2 separate regions of the Mus musculus genome follow, and region 2 is linked to region 1. The links are chromatin contacts, called in public Hi-C maps. All regions are on one chromosome and are shown on one strand. Each heading gives the region's core, a stretch centred on a gene start, on an enhancer-like site or on the middle of the called end of the contact. The rest is flanking DNA. Distances are from core to core; before and after follow the strand shown. Region 1 overlaps Sorcs2 (sortilin-related VPS10 domain containing receptor 2). Region 2 overlaps Sorcs2 (sortilin-related VPS10 domain containing receptor 2).

Region 1 (7,355 bases), core at 1,374-3,873:
CATCAAGGGCTTTGATCTTCCCCCCTCCCTCCTCCAGCCTGGAGGGATCAGAAATGCCCAAGATGAAGGCACATCTCAAGTATTCCAGAACCTTCTTCAGGATGCCCTGCCAGAGATGTCAAAGGAAATTAGCAAGAGGTGATGTCAGGCTCAAGGAAGCAACATTCAGTCACTCGTACCCTTCTCTCCCCAAATTGAATTATTCATAATTTCCATCTTAATAAAATAATTACTGCCTCGAGTTTGCCCTCCCTGAGAGGGGCTTGCTTCCTATCAGAATGTGAAAAGGGCTAGAGAGGAATCTCCAGAGGAGGAGCAGGAGGCCCCTGACCCCTCCACCATGATCAGCTTCTCCATTCACATTCACCCCCATCCCCTCTTAGTAACCAACGGCTGAGTTCCAGGCTGCCAGCCTGGTCACCGAGACCCTTCTCTGTCTGATGGCTGCAGATGCTGTATGGTTACCAGGGGAAATGTTGAATGGCTATGATCAGTGTTCCAGGAACTCAAGGGCTGCCATGAGGTACCAAAGTAGGAATGGTGGCGACAGGGAGAGACAGAAGAGGAAATGGGATGCTGATGGTTATATACCAGAGGCTCCTATCAGTGACCATGCTGGGGATGCTGGCGAGAACACCTAAAGCGTGGTACCTATCCTCTGTCCCCACAGCAAGTGGTCATCCTCTAGGGGTACAGCCCTGACCCTCAGACACGGTACTTAGTCCAGCACCTCTGAGTCCATGTCAGGACCCACCCAGGAGCCTCAGCCTCAAGCCCCATGCCCCATGCCCTGTGTCCACAGCCCATGTAGTCCGACTAGTCTCTTCACCCCCAGGACCACAGAGAGACCTCTGGGATTGTTGTTCTTCTTGCCTCAGTTTCCCTGTGTCTTCCCTCTGATGGGCTCCTTATCTGTCCTGGTACATGGCTCTGAGGAATGAAGTGAGCTTTCAAGGAAGGGCAGAGCACAAACTTGGGGAGAGACATCAGGGGAGAGCATTTGAATCTGGTTCTGCGCTCTGTACCTTCTGAGCTCCAGTAACTGTGAGATGGGAAGACATGATCTGACTTCTCTCTTTGCTGTGATCAGAGAGGCAAGAAGCAACTAACAAGAAGCAAGGTGAGAAAGAAAGGGTTTTATTTGACTCTGTAGTCTGAGGGGACAGTCCAAAGGCATGGTGGCCAGAGTCTGAGCCAGTTGGTCACCTTGTGTCAGCAGTCATCAGAGAAGGAGGTGAATGCCAGTGTTCAGTGTGTCTTCTCCTTTCTGCTCAGTATAGGATGTCAGCCCCTGGAATTGTACCAGCCACATTCAGAGTGAGTCTTTTCTCCTCAGTTAGACCCCTGGACACACCCTCATAGACACCCCAGAAGCCTCTTTTCTAGGGGATTTGAAATCTAGCCAGGCTGCCAATTCACAAAGAGCCCACAGAACAGTCAATGGGGAGCCTACATTCATTTTAGCTCCCTACCCAGGAACTGGGCCATGATGCTTTGGCCTCAGTTTCTTCCTCTGCAGAATGGGCAGAAGGCTATTGTCATCTCAAGTCTGGCTTCAATGACCGTGACGCTAAGGAGTGCCAGCTTTGTCTTATGTTCTTGCAGAGGGATAGCAGCCACTGGTATATAGGAAGTCAGACAGAGTGTGGCCATCTTTGTTTCCTCTGTCATCCTGTCTTCCTGTGTGCCATATAAGTCCCTGAAGTTCACATACCTGCTCCTGCCCCCGCAGAGACTTTCAGGGGCAGACCCACTTCTTTTGAGACTTGGGGACTCTGTACCCAGCATCAGATTTGGCACTGAGGGGAACTCGGTGGATAAAGGCCGCTATTGATTCCCGAATCTGCCTGGAACAGCTGTTGAGTGGAATGGGAAATGATTGCTTAGAGTGGGCACTCACTGGGTCAAACCGCCCATCACAGCATCCTCATGACAACTCAGAGGAGTCCCAAGCAAGTGACCCACATTCCAGGACTTCAGCTTCTTCCTACATAGAATGGACAGAAGGCAAGGATCATTAAAGATGAGGATTTTGAGTGCCGTGGCGCTGAGAGTGCTGGCCTATGGTCTGTGCCTCTTACAGGATAGCAGTGGGACAGTGACCCAGTAAACGGACAAGGAAACTGAATCACTGGTAGTACATGACCCAGGACTGGGAGACAGCGGCCAGGCACCTGGCCAAGGAAACTGGCCTCATGACTCAGTCTGGCCATAGTGGCTGAGTGTCTTTCTGAATGAAAGACTGTAGGAACATGGGCTCCAGAACCCTGATCCCTGAGTCACTAGGATGAACTGCACAGCCTGGTCATTCAGAGGAAATAGCCTTGTGTGAGGGACTGGGTTTTTAGTCTAGGATGTACATTGCAGCTGACTGTGGGGACAGGGGCCAATGAGAGGGCTTCTAGAGCTCAAATCACGTTTTGAGCAGAGATTGACAGAAGAGATGCCAACACACAGTATGTGTGAGGTGTGTGTGTGTGTGTTTGTGTGTGTTTGTGTGTGTGTGTGTGTGTGTGTGTGTGTGTGTGTGTTTGTGTGTGTGTGTTGGGATCTCTGGTGTGGGGCAGGAGAAGCTTTGGACCCAAAGGTTTCAGGGGTTAGCAGGCTGAGCTTGCACCTTGTCCTGGCTAGAACTGTACATGTTTGAGATTGGCAAAGCAATCTGTTGTTTAACTTTGGGGGATGAGGCCAGTGGCTTGTGCTTATTGAATTTAGAAATGGTAAGAAGGAAAGTTTGACAGATCTGGGGAGATGCTGTTGTTCTCATTCGCTGTCCTGGGTCGCTGCTGTGCGCATACAAATGACCTGATTAATCTTTCAGTGGGGGCCTCATGCTCACCAGCCTGCTGTGAAATCTGCCTCCCACACTGTACCTGAAGCCTGCAGACAGGTGGGAGGAAACTTCCAGCAGGGACCCCGCCCCCCCCCCCCCCATGATACCTGGACTCCTCACAGAGTCCAAACTGGTCCATGGCTGAGTGTCTAGTGTCTTTATTCAGTGTTTTTAAAACCAGCATTAACTCACTCATCAATGGTGCACAGGAGTGTTTATGCTGGACCACAGTGAACTGGCTAAGTTTGTACAGTTTGGAACTTTCCTGGTTAGATCAGCAGAATGGATGCAAATGGCTTCACTGTCAAGTGACATCAGAATTCTGTAAGATGACCAATCTTCATGGAAGAGTTGTCATGGCTGGAGAAGTTGGAGAAGGCTCTGTGGGCTGGGATAGGTGGGAAGTTTTTTGTGACAGTCATTGTGGGATGTTTGTGGATCTGTGGAGATGCTATTCCTGTCAGAGAAGGTACACCAAAACCCTTGTGTTCTGAGGGACTGGGGCTTTTTAGGAAAGTGGAGGGCACACCCACTTTTGGTTGCCGGTGGCTGGGCAGAAAGCCTTGAGTGCCTCACTAACAAGGTGGCCTGGGTCTTAGTGCAAGGGAGCCATTGGGGGATTTGAGGCTGCGGAGGGTCATATGGGCAGATTGGTCATCTATCTATCAGTGTGATGGGTTGAGCTACTGAATGTGGAGTGAGGATTTGTGGGAGTATCCTCTCCATAGGAGTGCCTGAAACTGTACTCAGACCATGTTCTCTGGGGTTGGTGAGAGGCTAAAGGGTAAGCAAAAGCTGAGAGACAGACAGACAAAGAGACAGAGAGACTGGCCAGTGGGCTAGCCTGGCAGAGGGAAGCAGACATGGGGGCTGGAGGAGTTGGGGCTGACAGAAGCCCGGCTATGGTTGTGTATAGCCCAGCCTCACCTGCAACTTCTGACTGAGGGTCAGGCACCTGATGTACTAGTGTCCCAGGTCAAGGTCCTCACCATGCTGCTGCTTACCCTCTACAGAAACAGAGTGAAAAGGGCACACAGGCCTGGACTCAGTACCAGGGAAGTGACCCTCATTAGCTTCTCACTGTGTGACACACACACACACACACACACACACACACACACACACACACACTATGCTCTCTGCGGTCTGGTGCACAGGTTTGGTGTCTGTGTTTTGGAGCAAGGCTGGAGGCAGACTCTGGCTGTTCTCCCACTTGGAGCAGAACCCTCCCACTACCAGGACACCAGTGTTTACCTTCCCGGCTCAGTCTCTGCTCCCCCAAAGCTTCTCTCTTAATGCAGGAGAACTATATCAATCTCTCCTCTCTTCACAGTGTAAAGTTGGTGGCTCCCCCAGGATGCAGGGAAAGGCATGACATCTCCCCAGGCATCGACACACAGACTTCCCTCTGCCATCGTGAGGATGGGATGGCAGTATCTTTAGGGAGCTTGGAGCTAGAGTTTTCTCATTTCCGCTGATTTTAATGCTGCTGCCATCCCAGGGGCCCTGTGCTTGAGACCAGCAGGCACTTCTCGAGACGGTATTTTGTTCTTTTATAAACACACAGACTCACTATAGAATATACAGGAAACACTGAAGGGGGGGATGCTCACCTGCAATCCCCCTCACAGAGGGGAATATAACTTGCTCCTTACAGCAGCTATGTACTTGAAGTGACATTGGTGCGCTCTTTGCAGACCTGGTGGATGCAGGTCATAAAGAAGTGAAGCGCTCAGCTGCTGGAGCTGGTAAGTCCCCAGATGCACCCTCAGGCCATGTCCCAGGAAGGCCACTGGGGCTCCTCCCACCCTCAGATGAGAGCTTCAAAGAGCAGAACGGTCAATGCTGTCCAACTTTCAGAACCCTCTTTGGAGAGTCCGCTAGGGATGTCCACCTGAATGGAAATGATGTAAATGTCATGGATGCCTGGGACAGCGTCCTTATGACCCAAGCTCAGCACTATCCTTTGGGGACAGAGCACCAGCTTGTGATCTCCACTGACCAAGTAAAAGCTTCACCCCACCTCTCCTCTTCCTCCTCTCCTTCCTCCTCTTCCTCCTCCTCCTTCTTCCTCTCCTCCCCCTCCTTTTTCCCCTCCCCTTCCTCCTCCTCTTCTTCCTCTTCTCCTCCTCTTCCTCCTGTCCTCCTCCTCCTTCTTCTTAATTTATTTATTCACTTTACATCCCAATCGTAGTCCTCCACCCCATCCCACATTCTCTTAAGTCCCTTGCTGCCATGGCACTGGGAGCCTGTCTTCCCATGCAGGTTTCTACTCTGTGGGGCCAGAGATGTTTCCTGCACTGCAGATGGAACAAGGCTATCTTCAAGCTTCAGCTTCCCAGAGCTGTTCTAGCCCCGTGACTCCAGGATCCAAGTCTGAGCCCCAAGGCCTGCAGGTCCACCCCAGTGTGAGCACACAGCTGTGCTCCCCAGATGGCCCGCCTCACGTCTGTGTCCATCATATGCTCAGGTCCTCAGTCCTCCCGAGCACAGCCTCCCGCCCATGGACAGCGTCTCAAATCAGTGTTGTATGGTGACTGGATTGCAGAAAGCTCACTCTGTTCCCTGAGAGCTAGGGCTTGAGCCAGGACATTGCACCTCCCCTTTCTAGGTCAAAGCCCCACCTAGGATACCAGACCTATCACTGTTGGGATCCTTGTTCTTCTACTGAATTGCTGTGTGACCTGGGACAAGTCAGTCAACTTCTCTGAACTGCCATGTACTCATTCATGAGATGAGAAATAACCAACACTGCCTTGAAGAGTTGTTGTGAAGGTATATTTGAGTGCTGCCTATAAATGAGAAGGCTGGAGTCTGACAGTGGGTGTTCCATGGAGCAATGATGGTAACAGTAACAGTGGTGATGAGATGATGACGATGATGATGTGGTGGTGGTGGTAGTGGTGGTGGTGGTGGTGGTGGTGGTGGTGGTGGTGGTGGTGGTGGTGGTGGTGGTGAAGGGGATGCTGGTGATGGAAGTGATGATTGCGGTGTTAGTGATGAAGATAACAGGATGGTTATCTTGATGATGCAAGTCAGACCCAGGGTCTGAATGACAGGCCCAAAGCTCAGGAGTGAATCTCACAGCCATGGTTCTGAGTGCTGCCTGCTGTGAGAGTCATCAGGGAATATCCTGATTCTGAGCTGAGAGTTGATGAGAATGGCAAGCCATGCATGACACCCACCAAACAAGTCCCATTCAGAATTCAGACCTGCCCCGCTCTCAAAGCACCTGTGTCCCATCACACTCTTCTAGCCCCAAGGCTGGTGAGTCAAGCAAGAGTCTTCCCAGTGCTAGCTCACACTGTCCCCCTAAGAGCTCTGATGTGAGTGAGGCTTGGGCCCATCCAGTAATGCTGACAATGTTGTCGGGTTGCAATGAGGTCCCCGTCTGTCTGCAAAGTACCCCAGGTGATCATAGTCTCAGCAGGGGCTTGTGATTCTCCCAAAGCACTCGGTTCTTTCTCACCACAGGGCTGCCTGGCAATGCACCCTTTCCCCTACCCAACGTCTATGGGAAGATCGCAGACACAGCCAGTGGTCTCTTGGGAGCCTGTCACAAAAGAGGGGCAGCTGTTATTGGTTGATCCTGATATTCAGTTATTGGAAAAAAAAGGGAGTGAAAGTCATAGGTCACCATGATGTAGTGAGGTCACAGTCAGTAGGTTCCATCCCCATAGACAGGTGACCAGGGGAGAAATGACTCCTCCTCTTAATCCGAATGAGGAAATAGGCCCAGTGGGATTCCTAGGTGTCTTAGTCACTGTTCTGTTGCTGTGGAGAGACATCATCATGAAGGCAGCCCTCAGAGGAGAAGGCATTTAACTGGGAGCTTGCCTACAGTTTCAGAAGTTTAGTGCATTATCATCATGGCAGGGAGTGTGTTGGCATGCATGCAGGCATTGTACTGAGAGAAAGAGAGAGAGAGAGAGAGAGTCAGACAGAGACAGACAGAGAGACACAGACAGACAGACAGACAGACATAGAAAGAGACAGAGAGAGACAGAGATAGAGAGGTAGACAGGGACAGAGAGACAGACATAGAAAGAGAGATAGACAGAGATAGATAGAGAGGTAGACAGACATAGAAAAAGAGAGAGACAGACATAGAAAGAGAGATAGACAGATATATATAGAGAGACAGAGACAGACAGAGATAGAGAGGTAGACAGACAGACATAGAAAGAGAGACAGAGACAGAGAGTCAGAGATAGACAGAGAGGTAGACAGACAGACAGACAGACAGAGACAGACAGACATAGAAAGAGAGACAGAGACAGATAGACAGAGATAGAACACGAGACTGGACCTGGCATGGACTCTTGAATCCTCAAAGCCCACCTTCAGTGACGTAACTCCTCCATAAGGCTACACCTACTCCAACAAAGCCATGCCTCTTCAAATACTGCCACTCCCTGGTGACTAAGCATCCACACATCTGAGCCTATAGGGGACATTCCAATGGAAACCACCATACCAGGGTCACACAGGAAGTTGTACTATGCACGCAGGGTCTGTCTAT
Region 2 (7,355 bases), core at 2,288-4,787, 150 kb after region 1:
TGGGCCTACTTTCTTGGAGTCAGGACCTCTTCCATTCTAGCCAGGGCTGGTGTGGGTAGGCCACACCCATCTGGAAGCAGCAGTTCGGCCCTTTCTCTTGCCTTACCTAGCTTGATCTATGCCCGTTCATCTAGCCTACGCCACAATGTTCTTCCCTTCTTCCCTGGCCCAGGTCACCTTGCTGCAGATGGAAGCATTCACAGGAGACAGCCCACTGATGTCTTGGGATAGCTAATGATTAGGTCCCTGGGTTCTTCTCTAACCTCCTGAGCCCTGGCACCTCCAGCACCCATAGCAGGAGGGATGGCAACCACTACCTAGAGAAGAGGGAAGGTGATGTGGCCCAGACAGCAAGGCCTTCATTCACAGTGTCTGTGGACATTCTCTGTACCCCATGTGTGCCTGTCCACTGACGTATCCTGGAGTGACTTAGGGCCATGCCTGGCTCTGTCACTCCTAACTGCGAGGCCCTTGGCATATCCTTACTTCCTGTCTGTAAGATGTGCTTGTTCCAGGGTATCCACATATGACTGTGGCTAGCATGGTTGTCCCTCCTAGGTGGACCCTATCAAGATACCTTTGTCTCCCCCAGCAAACCCTCAGGGGGCATTCATTCATTTACCCTCAGAGCACCCATTCATTAATTCATCCATATGGTGGCCATTCATTCATGTACTCATTGGATGCCAGGGCCCCTGATACCCAGCTCAGACCTCCACTGAGATGGCCACAGAGGGCTCAGAGTCATCTGCCTCCAATGACTTCCTGGCTGGAAAGTATGATGGCACTTGTGGATTAGTGAGGCTGGGACTACAGGGAGCCAGCGCTGGCCACACCCACCTGGTGGCAGTGGTATTAAGGACCCAGGCTCTGTTACTACACCCCACATAGGCCTGGGGCTCATCCTGACCTCAGACCTGGGCACTGTGCTTCCCTCATTGCTGGGCCCTTTGCTGACCTGGGTTTCTGTGGGAAGGGTGGTGAGTGTACACACCACTGTTTCCTCTATCCCTCAGGGTAGAGAAATGGCCACTGTCTGCCAAACCCCTCGTGTGCTAAGTCAGGGGTGGATATGGGGGTGTTGGAGGCTCTGCTAGCCTTGTCGGGGTCTCACCTAAGAGTATATGTCACCCTGCAGGTCTTTGAGGAAGAGCACCATGTGTTGTACCTGGACCACGGTGGTGTCATTGCCGCCATCAAGGACACCTCCATCCCCCTGAAGATCCTCAAGTGAGAGCATGGGCCAGAGGGCAGGCATGTGGGTAGAGGGCAGGCATGTGGGCAGAGGGTGGACATGTGGGCAGAGGGTGGACATGTGGGCAGAGGGCAGGCATGTGGGCAAAGGGCAGACATGTGGGCAGAGGGTGGACATGTGGGCAGAGGGCAGGCATGTGGGCACAGAGTAGACTAGAACAGTGCCCTGGGAGCCTAACACTGGGGTGACTCATGCCTCCCAACCCTCTGAGGTGCCCCAGAGATGGACCATGTTGCACTCAGGATGAAAAAAAATACATAGCCTAGTTATGGTAACTTGGAAGGGTGCTGGGGGCTCAGGAGTCCAGAGAGACACTCTTACGTATCAGTAAAAAACTGTTAACAGAGGAATAGAGCCGGGAGTGCAGATAAGGAAGCCAGTGGGTGCCCAGGTAAGAGGTGGTTCAACTGAAGCTTCAGATAGCTGAAAGACCCATTGACAAATTGAGGACAGGGTAACATGGATATTTAGGAGGCAGAGCTAGGAAACATCCAGGCAGCCAGTATCACTTTAGTCTGAAAAGAGAGAGAGAAAGAGAGAGAGAGAGAGAGAGAGAGAGAGAGAGAGAGAGAGAGAGAGAGAGAGAGGAAGAAAGAAAGGAAGGAAGGAAGGAAGGAAAGAAAGAAAGAAAGAAAGAAAGAAAGAAAGAAAGAAAGGAAGGAAGGAAGGGAAGGAAAGAAAGAAAGAAAGAAAGAAAGAAAGAAAGAAAGAAAGAGAGAGAGAGAGAGAGAGAGAGAGAGAGAGAGAAAGAAAGAGAAGAGAAGAGAAGAGAAGAGAAGAGAAGAGAAGAGAAGAGAAAAGAAAAGAAAAGAAAAGAAAAGAAAAGAAAAGAAAAGAAAAGAAAAGAAAAGAAAAGATAGCTGTGTGTCCTGGGAGGTAATATCTCTGTAATATTAACATGTCACTGACAGAGGAACCCTGAGCTGTGATCAAGCCTTGCATGCTATTCCTGGATGTTTCTAAGGCTCGGCTGTCCCTGCTATTCATGGGGCACAGTGCCTATGTGGTACCAGTCCTTCTCATTGCTGATTAGTCAAGGATGCCATGTGGCTGGCAGGTGGTCTTACCGGAGAGAGGGGGGATGTGGTCTAGCTGTGGCCTAGGTGTTGAGCTGTCCCAGAACTGGTCTCTGGTGGATAGGAGTCAGGCATGGGAGGTAGAACATCTTAGAAAGGAGTAAGACCATGCCGCTCTGTGGACACTGGTGGCCTTTAACAGGTTCAGCGTGGATGAGGGCCACACGTGGAGCACACACAACTTCACCAGCACCTCAGTGTTCGTGGATGGGTTGCTGAGCGAGCCAGGGGATGAGACGCTGGTCATGACGTGAGTGTGGAAGGGGACGTGGGTGAAACAGGCACATCTGATGTGAGGAAGACCACAGCACTGCCCACAGCACTGGGTGGGGGGGTGGGGTCAGAGCCACTCCCAGGAGGTGACCTCATACTGGGCCTCTGCTTCCTGCTACTAGGCCAGTGGCTCCTCCTCTCACCCTGGCTAGCAGGCACATCTGCTGCCTGCACTGGCCAGTGACAGCCAGGAAAAAAGCTGGGGAGGTGATGTAGCCTGCATGCCTCTCCCCACTCAGGGCCCCAGGGAGCATTCATAGAGTCCCATGAAGTGTCCAGAGAGCCCCATGGAGCATCCGTGACCCCTACAGAACCCCACAGAGCATCCCAGTACCTCCATGGAGTGACCACAGCCCCCTGGAATCCATACAGAATGTCCATGACCCCCCCCCCAGAAGCAGATGTAGTTCCTTCCACAGTCAGGCTGCAGTGAGAAAGCCCACTGTGGTGATGACCTCTCATCCTCCTTTCTGGGTGGCTAGCAGAAAGCCAGGGCAAGTCCTACTACAGGACACAAGTAGTATGTGTATCCCAGAAGAGCTGAGCACCAGGCATGGAAGGCTGAGATAGTCCCAGTCACCCTCTATTTAGCAGCTTGGGAGGCAAGCAGGTTGTTCTTGGTCAGGTGCTCCATGATGCTGTGGCCTTCAATGACCCTGCAGGGGATAGGGGTGGGGGCTCATGCTTCCCCAGTCTGTGTGAACTGTCTGTGTGAAGGCTGTGGTGTGGGACAGCAGGGGAGGTCAGGGCTATGGTGCTTGGTATTTGTCAAGAAAAGCAGGTGAGGAAGTCTGGGCTGGGGCAGACTCAACCTGGTTCCTTGGCCTCTTTACAAGGAGGCTGAACAGTTTGCTGGACTAAACCTGCAAAGCAAGGGCTAGCAACAAAGGCGACAGCCCTCACAGGGCTCTCAGAGCTCCAGCAAGCTGGCAGGGTTCCCAGCCTCCGCTTTCCCCAGCCCGGCCCCACCACAGGGCCATCTCTGCCCTGAGCACATCCCCTCCCCTCCTCCACCTCACTTCATCTTGTAGTCTGCATTTTGTGGCTGCTTTGGGACATTCGTGCTTTGTGCAGCCAAGGTCCTCAGATCCGGGTCTGGTCCCAAATGCAGCTTTCATCCCTGCAGCCGGCATTCATCTGGAGAAAGCTGCAAAGTTCACAGGCAGGCGCGTTCATGTTTTAAGTTTTTAAACAGCGCCACAAGGTTCCTACGAAGCCTTTCACAAGGCTGCATCTTCAAACAGCTTCCAATTTCAGTGGGCATGGAGATCATTCACGTGACACAGGCTGGCAGAATGAAAAACTTTTCTGTCTGAGCTTAGGACAGAGCCCCACCCTTATGGAACCTTTATCTTCATCCACCCAGAGGTCACATCTAAGCTGCCCAGTTACCTTGTCAGGACATTGTTCCCAGCACTGCCCACAGCACAGCACAGGACAGAGGGTCCCAGCCTTGGGCTGTACTATGAGGGCTTTCAGCCTAGCAGGGCTACAGGCCATCCCTAGGGCGGAGCCAGTAATACATTCTACAGCATGGCCCACATTTCCTGCTCTCTGCCAAGTAGTCAGTGGCCCTTTGGCCTATCCTGCTAGAACCGTTCAACTAGATAAGAGATGCCCACAGTAGGAACTAAGGTTTCTTTACAGACAGGAACTGGCATACAGAGATGGGATTAGCTGGACCAACTTGCTTCTCTGCTTGAGCTCAGAATGTAGAGTATGGGACATTCCCATACAGGAGATGCTCGGCTATCACACTCAGGCTAATTGGCCATGGTGAAGGCCAAGCCTCACAATTGTGAGCTGCCAACCCATGTATCACCCTGGGTGGGGCCCTTCCTTAGTCTTGTTCCCCTCTGAAATCTGGGGCGATCAGCATACATTCCTCACAGGATACGGTGAGCCCTAAGGAGATGGACAGAAATGTGGGAACCCCTCTCTCTAGCTGCCTGTCAAGGTGACAATGAGCTCTGACAAGAGGAACACCCATCTGAACAGCAGGTTTTCCGAGACAAGGCCACCCATGGTCTGCAGGACAGTTGGATGGGAGGAGCCAAAGCCAGTGTGCAACGCTGGTCTCAGACCAAGCTGAGCACGCCTAGCCTCCATGCATCATGGTGCTTCCTGTGCGGCTGGCCGCCCTCTGTCCCTTTCTCTGCTCAGTGGGATGCATTGCGCTGTCTGTCATGGGACCCTTTCATTCACTGTCCAAGCCTTACAGTGACTTATCTCTCTGGAGTGCCAGCCCTGCCTGGAACCAATCCCATGGTAGGCAGAGGCAGGCTGGCAGAAAGGCAAGGAGACATCAGATAATACGAGACTTGGCTCCTGCTCACCCAAAGCAAGTGTCTGGTGTGTAGGCTATGGAAAGGTCTGTGGCAGCCAAGAAGGCAGGGAGCCTACCCTGGCAGAAAGGGGATTGCATGGGTTGGATGGATAACCTGCTCTAGTACAATCAGCATGCCACAAACAGCAATCACTCTGAGGACGATAACATCAGGCCAAGGCCAGTGGATGACATGTCACATCCTCGAATCCTACTGACCAGGAGAGCTATTACAGGTGGTGGTACAGGGAACCTGAGTGTCTGGTCATCAGGGAAGGGTCCATCTGAAGTGTCTTTCTTTCTCCCCTCAGGGTCTTTGGTCACATCAGCTTCCGCTCTGACTGGGAGCTGGTCAAGGTTGACTTCCGGCCCTCCTTCCCCCGGCAGTGTGGCGAGGATGACTACAGCTCCTGGGACCTCACTGACCTCCAGGTGGGCCATGCGCCTGCAGCCACAGGGCCCTTTCCTCTTCCAGGGAACCTCACAGGTGCCAACCTCTTCCCACTCAAGGATGTTGTGGGCCATCCTCGTACCTGTAGCTGCTCTGATCTGCAGTTCTTAATGACCCTAGCACCTGCAGGGCTTGAGCCTCACCCTCAGCCCGGAGGTCTCCATGATATAATTTGGAACTTTTTTGCTTATGGGGAGATGGGCAAAGACTATATGACATCAGGGTCTGAGGCTGTCCTATGTTATAATGCATCATCAATGTCTAACCTTCGCACCTTGGGTTGAACATGAAGGCCCCATGTCAGCTCCTGGAGGGTGGAACAAGAGAAGCTGACACTTCAGTGGGTACCTGGGGACTGTGAGTGGGTGTGATTTAGTGTCACCTGCTGAAGGTTCTGTGGTCAGCCTGGAGGAGTTTATTAAAGACCAGGGAGCCAGAATAGCAAGTGGAGATTTGTAGCCAAGAAAGATGGAAAATTCCTAAGAGGAGACACCTGGAGTCAGAGACTCTGCCTGAGCCACTAGCTAGGGCAGTAGCTGAAGTCAACCAGGAGCTGGAATCGAGCATCGAGAGTTCGCACATGGAGGATACTCTGGCTAGTGACTCAACAGCTCTCTGCAGAAACTGGTTTACAAGAAAGTGCTCAAATGAGCCTTGAAAAGATTCCAGAGTCCCTGACAACTCTGTCCCATCACTACCAGGGGCCCTGTTATTGGAATCAGGGCAGTGTTGTTCCAAGCATAGTCTAAGAATCTCCTGTGTGTCCACAGGAGCCCTCTAGACACAGCTCATCTCCAGTTATTCACAACCCTGGTCCAGCTGTTCTGTGACCATCAAGGGCCAGCCATAAGGCTTGAGATGAGGGAAGCTGAGCCAGTTGACTGATATGTCAAGTTCTTTTGAACCCCAGTTTCCCTGTTTGTCAAAGGAGGCAAATGCCCCCACCCCAGCTGCCACCAGGGCAGGAGCCACAGGACAAGCCAGTGACAGCTGTCACCGTCCTCTGTCCGTTCCTCATCCTAGTGTTCTTGCTACAGGGTGATCACTGCATCATGGGCCAACAGAGAAGTTACCGGAAGAGAAAGTCCACATCCTGGTGTGTCAAGGGACGGAGCTTCACATCAGCACTCACGTCACGTGTGTGCAAGTGCCGGGACTCCGACTTCCTCTGGTGAGCACTGTCCCTCCCTCCTGGCTCCTCCAGCACCTCTATTTCATGACGACCTTGTCCCCAGAACCAGGGCAGAGGTCGCAGTGTCCTTCAAGGAAGATCTCCAGACACACACTGCCGCCTCTACCCTGGGGCATCATGGGAGCAAGATACACTCACCTAGCCCTCTGCTCCCTCTAGGATTCATTCTACTCAAAGGCATACTACCCTGTGACAATGTCGTTTGCAAAGCCTCCACTCCCATCCTGCCTCACACTCTCTACCCAGCACCCCACATTCAGGTCTCCTGTGTCCTTTCCAGGGCAGCTGACCCTGGTTGCACAGCCAACAGCCACTCCTTGCTTCCCCCTCTCTCCCTGGCATCCTTTGAGTGTCACTCACCTCCCCCAGGAAGCCTTCCAGGCTCTACTTCATTTTCAGCCTCCTTGGACTGGAATGGAGCTAGTCTGTTCAATCTGTTCTCTGGATTAAACTTGTGGATTCACCCATGTCCCCACAAATGGACACCTCTAGACCTGTGCTGTAAGGTTCTCCACCCTAGCTGCTCCCTCTACTCTTACCTTTTAACCCAGCTTTCCCTTCCCAGTGACTACGGGTTTGAGCGCTCATCTTCCTCGGAGTCCACTGCCAACAAGTGCTCTGCCAACTTCTGGTTCAACCCTTTGTCTCCTCCTGAAGACTGTGTCTTGGGTCAGACTTACACTAGTAGCCTTGGGTGAGTACACTTAGCCACCCAGCCGGTCAGCCACCCATCCACTCACCCATCTACCCACCCCCTCTTTCCCCCACACCAGGTTTTCCTC

The links. Hi-C and Micro-C count contacts between places; a contact is called where the count stands out from the background.
Region 2: a Hi-C map of embryonic fibroblasts shows a contact between it and region 1, with 12 read pairs. The contact joins two enhancer-like sites. A contact is called at or near these places in 1 of 15 datasets of contacts at CTCF or cohesin (large pre-B cells), 2 of 484 Hi-C or Micro-C datasets (embryonic fibroblasts and uterus) and 2 of 115 datasets of contacts at active chromatin or transcription factors (embryonic stem cells and large pre-B cells).

Annotation. Positions count from the first base shown.
Region 1 is chr5:36,183,334-36,190,688 of GRCm38.p6, reverse strand. All of the region lies in intron 2 of Sorcs2 (sortilin-related VPS10 domain containing receptor 2), which reads left to right. It overlaps Gm31945 (a long non-coding RNA gene), which reads right to left. Exons shown (of 5, transcript XR_003955889.1): 2 at 4,447-4,727; 3 at 3,761-3,840; 4 at 1,715-1,856; 5 at 1,122-1,291. Among named protein-coding and RNA genes, the nearest start is that of Gm31945, 7.6 kb to the right of the region's middle. Within about 2 kb of position 2,623, at least 44 of the 459 cell types and tissues checked have an H3K27ac peak or open chromatin away from gene starts, as enhancers often do. A contact at or near this core is called in embryonic fibroblasts, where this site is marked.
Region 2 is chr5:36,037,318-36,044,672 of GRCm38.p6, reverse strand. It overlaps Sorcs2 (sortilin-related VPS10 domain containing receptor 2), which reads left to right. Exons shown (of 27, transcript NM_030889.2): 13 at 1,139-1,230; 14 at 2,474-2,581; 15 at 5,242-5,362; 16 at 6,419-6,552; 17 at 7,139-7,267. Among named protein-coding and RNA genes, the nearest start is that of Gm52811, 44 kb to the left of the region's middle. Within about 2 kb of position 3,537, at least 59 of the 459 cell types and tissues checked have an H3K27ac peak or open chromatin away from gene starts, as enhancers often do. A contact at or near this core is called in embryonic fibroblasts, where this site is marked.